2 separate regions of the Capsicum annuum genome follow, and region 2 is linked to region 1. The links are chromatin contacts, called in public Hi-C maps. All regions are on one chromosome and are shown on one strand. The core of a region is the stretch at or near the end of the contact, and the rest is flanking DNA. Distances in the headings are between cores, read along the strand shown. Region 1 overlaps LOC107845444 (putative pentatricopeptide repeat-containing protein At5g08490). Region 2 holds the start of LOC107845265 (protein LATE ELONGATED HYPOCOTYL).

Region 1 (3,679 bases), core at 330-2,829:
TGCAAGTGGATGCCTGTCAACCTAGAGTAGGCAAGAATGAGGGAATAGAAGGAATTCATAATTCTCCCCATGCTCAGCAACCCATCCCAGACTGCTCTGAAGCTTTGCAAGAACAACAATCAGCTTCTAAGTTGCCAGCGTCACCATCATCAGAGTCGGAGGAGAGTGAAGATAGAAAGCTAAAAACTGGGTTAACAGCTACTGATACTGAGCAAGGAGCGGCAGCCGCTGAAATTAATGAGCCAAACACAGAGAAGGGCAGGAAACAGGTAGATCGTTCTTCCTGTGGATCCAACACCCCTTCAAGTAGTGAAATTGAGACAGATGCTTTGGAGAAGGATGAGAAAGATAAAGAAGAGCCTCAAGAATCTAATACTATCCTTATAACCGGTGAAGCTGTGAATCGGCGTGGTAGAAATTTCATCAGTCCAACTGAATCTTGGAAAGAAGTCTCTGAAGAGGTAATGAAAGCATTAGTTCTTGTAAGTCCTTCAGTAACCTTTTCCTTTTCCTGCTTTAATGATTTCTGCTTCTCACCTTTTCCACAGGGGCGGATAGCTTTCCAGGCTCTTTTCACCAGAGAAGTGTTGCCTCAAAGTTTTTCTCCTTCACTTGAACTGAAAAATAAGGGAAAGATCATTCTTGAAAAGTTAAAGCAAAAGCCAGATGAGAAAGTGCAATGTGGATCGCAGTTAGACCTTAATGATCAGGCATCCAATAACTTTTTCAGTCACCAAACAATGTCAGACTACGTGTTCTTAACTGGCAACAAAGAAGATGTTGAAAAATGCCTACCGGTGATGGAACTTGGACAAGTAAGGTTGAAAGCTCGCCGTAATGGATTTAAACCTTACAAGAGGTGCTCATTGGAGGCAAATGATGGCAGGATGACAAGTGCAAGCTGTCAGGATGAAGAGAAAGGCTCGAAAAGACTTCGGTTGGAAGGAGAAGCTTCTACGTAGAGCACTATCTCTCCTGTTCATTATCTTTTTCCCAGTTACATTGTCTAGTTCTAATGTACACGAAACTTGTCGTGAAGGTGTGTACCATATTATTTTTATGTTCTGTTTTAATTGGAGTTATATGCAAAGGGACTTTGAAGAATGAAGAACTTAAATATGGATGTTCAACAATCATAGCAAATTGAATGGACCTTGATTGGACCAGTTTCTCTGCAGAATTAACGTGTGAGATACTCATAACAAATTTCATTTGTTGTTCTGTGCTCTTTTAGGGGTTTTTGGGGATAATTGAACCTCTCTTTATAAACCATGTAGTTCCTAGTTAATTTTCTTTTAAAAAATATTCATATTTTTATTGCTAATCAGATTTAAATACGAATATATTTATCACAATCCACAAGGAAAAGCTTTTCAAATCTTGTAAAAGATGTTGAATACTTCTCTGGTGCCTCATACTTACTATATATTTTTGGGTCATTTGCACTTTGCCTCTATTTTGTGCTAGCCTTTAATGTTTGCCGCTCCAGGTAAATTATTTTTGCATGACATAAGTTTATATCTCATAAGTTAAGGGTTCACTGTTGGACAAGTTTGCAATGCTGTTAAGACTTGGTTTATACGTTCATTATAAATTTGCAATAGAATTCATGTAAAAGGACAGTCCGGTGCACCACTCACTATGCAATGGAATTCATGTCTTTTAAAATTCATCCATATTCATGAATGTTGTCATCAAGTCTTCACAAATTGGTCACACTCTTGACTAACGATTGTAATTATTTTCGGCAAACAGCCAAATGTGCAACTTTTCCTTTTTTCTTTCTTCACCTCTTGCATCTCTTCTGCTTGATTCTTTGGGTCTTTCCTCCTTATTTCATTCATTGCATGTCTAGCATAAAAAAGAGAACAAATATATGAGGGATACCACCATATTATAATTAAAACTCAATAATTCAAGTATGAAAAAGGGGGAGAAATAAGCATATCATTACGAATACTAGATATCGCTCAACTACCTACTAACCTTCTACCTAAACCTCAACCTTCATATCTTCCTCTCTAGGGTCATCAAAGAAATTAATGTCTTAAGAGTCCATAAAGAAAATGAAATGGAGGTCAAGGATATAAAACAATCAGGCAGGGTTCCAAAGAAAAACATAAGAACGTTTGCCATCAAACTGAAAAGCTCCTAAGAGTTTCTTGCTTCTGCAGATAACATGTTGGTCCAGAAGAGGCTCGGGAACTACATGACGTGAAACTGTTAGTTCAGTACCAATATAGATATCAAAATTCTCTATATATGGCATGTATAAAATACAACGGAAATAAACTAATACCAGAGTACATTTGCTCCGTGCCTTAATCTAACTCACGATCAAATTGCAGATATAGCTCATTTACTAGAAGTCTAGAACATTTATAGTTGCTGCACCCTCATAATTCATACACAATTTAAATCACTTAAGACCTTTTATTACATCCAGATGTTTATTTCGTCTTTTTGGCGTGGATCTTGGGAACTCTTAGCTAAACAAGGAGATGGATAAACCCAACTATGCATAAAGAGATGCATATCAAGGTGGTCGGAAAGACACTAGAACAGAATTTATTTCAATCTAAGTTGTAGGAAGTACTGGAAGCCTACCCATGTACATCTTCAAACTCAGTGAAGATTACTTCAATGAGACTTGAAACCAGGAGGCAGCTTTCAGAAAACAGATTAAGTTAGATGTTCCTTCGTGTCATCAATGCACCTATCAACGCAGGTGATGAATATTAAATACCTTACTTGCATATTCATTGCACTATTACAGTAATATAGAAAGATAATCATCTTCACCTGCCAGCCAATTTCTGTTCTTGTTTAGATAGACAATTCCAAAACTCGGTAGCTTTTGTATGTGAAATGCATAGTCTTCAATCTGCAGTCAAATTTTCATTATGAAATAAGTGAAAATGGGATAACCTTTACCAAATAATTACATTCAAGAGTTTATACTATGTGTTTGATTCGTTAAAAAAATTAACTTTGCATGTTTAAGTATGCCGTCAGGTGGGACCAACATCTCCAACAGAAATCTTATCATTGGTATCTAGCACATCCAAACAATTGATAACTTTGTAGATAAAGATAAGGCACGTCACTTTAACATCACCTGCATTGTATTTCGTTCTAGGAATCCTGTTTATGTAAGTAGGCTCTTTGTCACGGCAAACATATGTCAATGGGTATGATACAGGTGTTGGTACTTCTAATATCCCCCAGAATACCTTAATGCTTGTTAGGAATTAGACATCCCAATGTCAGATGCATGTCCCATATATATCACCTAAAATGAATCCAGCTTGTTAGGAATTAGACATCCCCATGTTAGATGCATCTCCCATATATATCACCCAAAATGAATCCAGTTACATACGCTACTGTTTCATGATGAGGCAATCACAAGTTCCCTGCTTGACAACATGATCATATCTACAACACTAGAACCATCATCATAAATTTATCTTGAGTCGTTTCAATTTTCAATTTTTATAGTCTCTCAGTACCAGCTTCAACTATAGATCGCTCTCCTTTTAATTAAGAATTCCTCCTCAGCTAAACAAGAAGGTTTATTCTTGAAAGTTTCAAACCTCTATACTTAATGAACTTGATTCGAGTAAAGACAAGCGCAAAATATATTTTAAACAAATTTCAGAACTGTCCCAATTGGGTA
Region 2 (3,679 bases), core at 735-3,234, 47 kb before region 1:
AGTTTACTATGATATGTGATTTCTGCTTTAGTAAACTTCTGATTTATTATAACATGAATAAATTTCAGATTTACTACATTGAAAGTAGATTTCAAAATAACTCTTCTTAATTATTTTGCCTCTTTCAAAGGTGAATTGTGATACCATCAATCAAGTGTACGTTTGCATTGATAAACTTCACTAAGTATGATCACTTTCACCCTAGCAAATGAATCTGTGCTTACAATAATCAAAATTTTCATTCTCCGAAAATGAAATATAATCGTGCCTTAAGCCTATCAAATTATGATAGCTTAGATTTTTTTTCAATATATTGCTACTTCATGAGCAAATCGATGCATAAATAGTCAAGTAAACCACTTTAGTTATTCCGATCAAACAGACACAATTAAATTGTACCATTAATAACAAAATTTCAAAAACATAAAATATGAAGGACATACTAACCTTTTGTTATATTCACTAACTTTTTGTTAGTGCTCTTTAACAAGTAGTACCTAAGCAATCCCCAATCAAAATAAGAGCAATTGGCTTTGTCAATCTCATAATATACCATGGCCTCAATGACTAAGTTGGTTACAGTTTTGTATTGATAACATGTTATGAAATATAAAATAATAAGAAGAAGAATGGAGAAAAGAGAAAGTGATTCTTATTTCTCTCGAGAGATTTCTTGAAGAGTTAATTACAACGAAGGAAAATCTCTTTATTTATAGGGGAAAACTAACTTTATTCCAGAAGTTGAATTTCTAACTTCATAAATAAACATTCACTATATATGATAATACATTTGTAACAGATATAGTGAAATTATTTCTATTATTTATTATTTATTAATAAATGTGCGAAGGACCCGCTTGGCCATAAAATTTTTCATTTTTCTCCGAAAAATTATTTCACTGTCGTGAAAATTAGGGTGTTTGGCCACGAGAATTTCAAATTTAATTTCAACTTTATTTGTTGTTACAAATGACCCTTTTTTTTTTTTTTAATTTTTATAAAAACACCTTATTAATTTCAACCAACCAAATGCCTAACTACCACATTGCTCACTTTTTTCTACTTCCATCGATAAAAGATCTCAAAATTGAAGACACCTTCAATTGTTTTCTTTGCAACACCAACAACAAAGACAACATTATTGTCTCTTCTCACGTTTGATATCTTGTAGGAAAATTAGTTAAGTGAAGGATTTTGATAGTTTTTAAAAATTAGGAATATAAAATTATATTTAAAAAAGTCTTTTCAAAAGTATAAATTTTTTTTCAAAAAGATATGATCAAATACAACTTTAACTTCAATTCTAATTCCAACTCCAACTCCAACTCTAACTCCAAATTTTTTAAATACTCATGACTAAATATCTATTAAATCAATAAGTATTGTTGAAGGGAGGGGAGTAGTACCAAAATTGCTGTGACCTGTGAGAAACAATAATATGAATTGAGATGGAGATAAAAAGAAGTTTAATGTTAAGTTTTGTTGACTATAGCATTTGGATTTCCTTTTTAAATTAAATAAACATTATTTCTACTTTTATAAAAAAAATAAACACTTGGAAGATTCGTGAACTTAATATTTTTTCAAAAAAGCAATAATCGCCAAGTGGCATTTTCATCAACCACATTTCCCTATTAACCAATTTTGACCTCACGAACTCCTTGGCAACAATAACACACGCGCTTCCCAAAAAGCCACGTCATCCATCGGGCCCCATATTGCTTACGTGGCAGCACTTTTCTTAACCTTTTTTCTTAACTCATGGAGTTAACTCACTAACTCAGTACCCAACTGGTCACACCGAATTTGTGGCTAAGATTACGATTTGCAACCCTTCCACTTTCTATCGTTTCGAAAAAGTGCAAGGCGGGACCCACTTTAATGGCCTTTGGACAAATCGTAAACATCCACGTGGATTTTTCCCCTTAGTATTTTGCTAGCCTCTAATTTATTTGTTATTTGTTCTGTATTTCTATTTATCGAAAAATAAATTTATTAGACGAAAACTAGTTAGTGGCTGAGATTTTTTTCCACATTTATTGAAAAATCAAAAACCTCTTAATTGTTGGTGCTTCTTCATCTTCAACTTTTCTTCTTTCTTCTTCTGCTGCTCTGTTGCTCTCTCATACTCTGTGTGCTTATTCTGCTATTTTGACTTGTTGATTGGTCGATCCGCGTCATTCTATTACAACAACAACATACCCAGTATATTAACCAAAAAAACTATGTGCGGTGGATGAGTTTTCACTTCATGCATGACCGAAGCTACTAGTGTCTTCTTACAATATGGCTTTCTTCGAAGGTACTTTTTCCGAATTTCTAGGGTTTTTGTGTTTTCTTTTTGAGATTTGATTTTTTTTTTCTTTTGACTGACTTTGAAGTTGATGCTGAATTGCTTAATTTTGTTAAAGGTTTAGGAATCATGCGGTTCGTTTTGGTGAGCAATTCTGGATAAGGAATTTTCTGTCTACTACGTCTATGCTGGTGGATTGTGATTTAATTTGAAGAATATTATTATTTGAGAAAAATGAAAATTAATTTAGCAGATAGTAGTATTTGCTATGAGTTTTAGAATCTGGAGAAAGGTCTGAGATATTTATGATTTTTAAAAATTATTTTTATTTAAATTAAGGTATTGCGATATGGAGAAACGCAGGTGGATCATTATACAATGTCTGTTTATTACATGTTGCTCTCTTTTGCAGTAGTGTTACATTATCAGGTTCGTTTGTACTACAACACCACGGATAAGCTATATTTGATAGTAACTGATGTTGTGGGGAGAATCGGAAGAAGAAGATTTGTTCTGTATCCCCTTTTTGTCCCTGAGGATTTGAAGCAACGCTAGCTACTACTTTTGGTCTTTTGATGGACCCTTATTCCTCTGGGGAGGAAATTGTCGTTAAGGTCACTTGTTTTTTGTGTATGACTTTTAACTTTGGTTGATAAGCTAGTTATTTATTCAAGTCTAATGATTGATGTTTTATTGCAGACAAGGAAACCTTATACCATCACTAAGCAACGTGAGCGATGGACGGAGGAGGAGCACAATAGGTTCCTAGAAGCTTTGAAACTCTATGGGCGTGCTTGGCAGCGCATAGAAGGTCAGTTTATGTTCCTCTTTCGGTTTATTTGTTGAAACTTGCACTATTAGCTTAAGTAATTTTCTGATAAATATCATTCCTGACAACTGCATATGCAGATAATCGGTTAGTGCACATGTTTGTGCCCCCATCAACTTAATCTGATAACTCTTGTGATGTTTCTTTTATCACTTGCAGCTCAATCTACTGAATATCTCGTCTTTCAGGAATTGGGTTCAACATTCTATCTGTTATACGTCGATGTATTCTCTTACCTTGAGGCTTTTATGTGGTAGTTTAGTTATTTTATTCTTTTGCTATTGTGCAGAACACATAGGAACAAAAACTGCTGTGCAGATCAGAAGTCATGCGCAAAAGTTTTTTACAAAGGTCATTAGCTACCTTTGATCTTATGCTTGATTATATCATTTACTTGATGGTTGCAGGATTTAATTTTATTATATCATTTACTTGATGGTTGCAGGATTTAATTTTAGTGTGCATTACACTTTATAGACATAGTTATCATTGTTTGCTGTCAGTGCGTACATATTATAAATAAATTGATAACTTCGTTGTGAGTCATATAAATAATA

What was found. Hi-C and Micro-C count contacts between places; a contact is called where the count stands out from the background.
Region 2: a contact with region 1 is called in a Hi-C map of pericarp, with 2.8 times the contacts expected there. The contact joins the promoter of LOC107845265 here to the enhancer-like site in region 1. A contact is called at or near these places in 3 of 5 Hi-C or Micro-C datasets (leaf, pericarp and placenta).

What each region holds. Positions count from the first base shown.
Region 1 is chr10:92,138,026-92,141,704 of UCD10Xv1.1, reverse strand. It overlaps LOC107845444 (putative pentatricopeptide repeat-containing protein At5g08490), which reads right to left. Exons shown (of 4, transcript XM_047398062.1): 3 at 2,803-2,884; 4 at 1,560-1,851. It overlaps LOC107845265 (protein LATE ELONGATED HYPOCOTYL), which reads left to right. Exons shown (of 8, transcript XM_016689487.2): 7 at 1-461; 8 at 549-1,180. The coding sequence ends at 962. Among protein-coding and RNA genes, the nearest start is that of LOC107845444, 6.8 kb to the right of the region's middle. Within about 2 kb of position 1,579, at least 4 of the 5 cell types and tissues checked have an H3K27ac peak or open chromatin away from gene starts, as enhancers often do. A contact at or near this core is called in leaf and pericarp, where this site is marked.
Region 2 is chr10:92,185,551-92,189,229 of UCD10Xv1.1, reverse strand. It overlaps LOC107845265 (protein LATE ELONGATED HYPOCOTYL), which reads left to right and starts at 1,984. Exons shown (of 8, transcript XM_016689487.2): 1 at 1,984-2,302; 2 at 2,412-2,437; 3 at 2,706-2,907; 4 at 2,993-3,104; 5 at 3,412-3,473. The coding sequence starts at 2,869.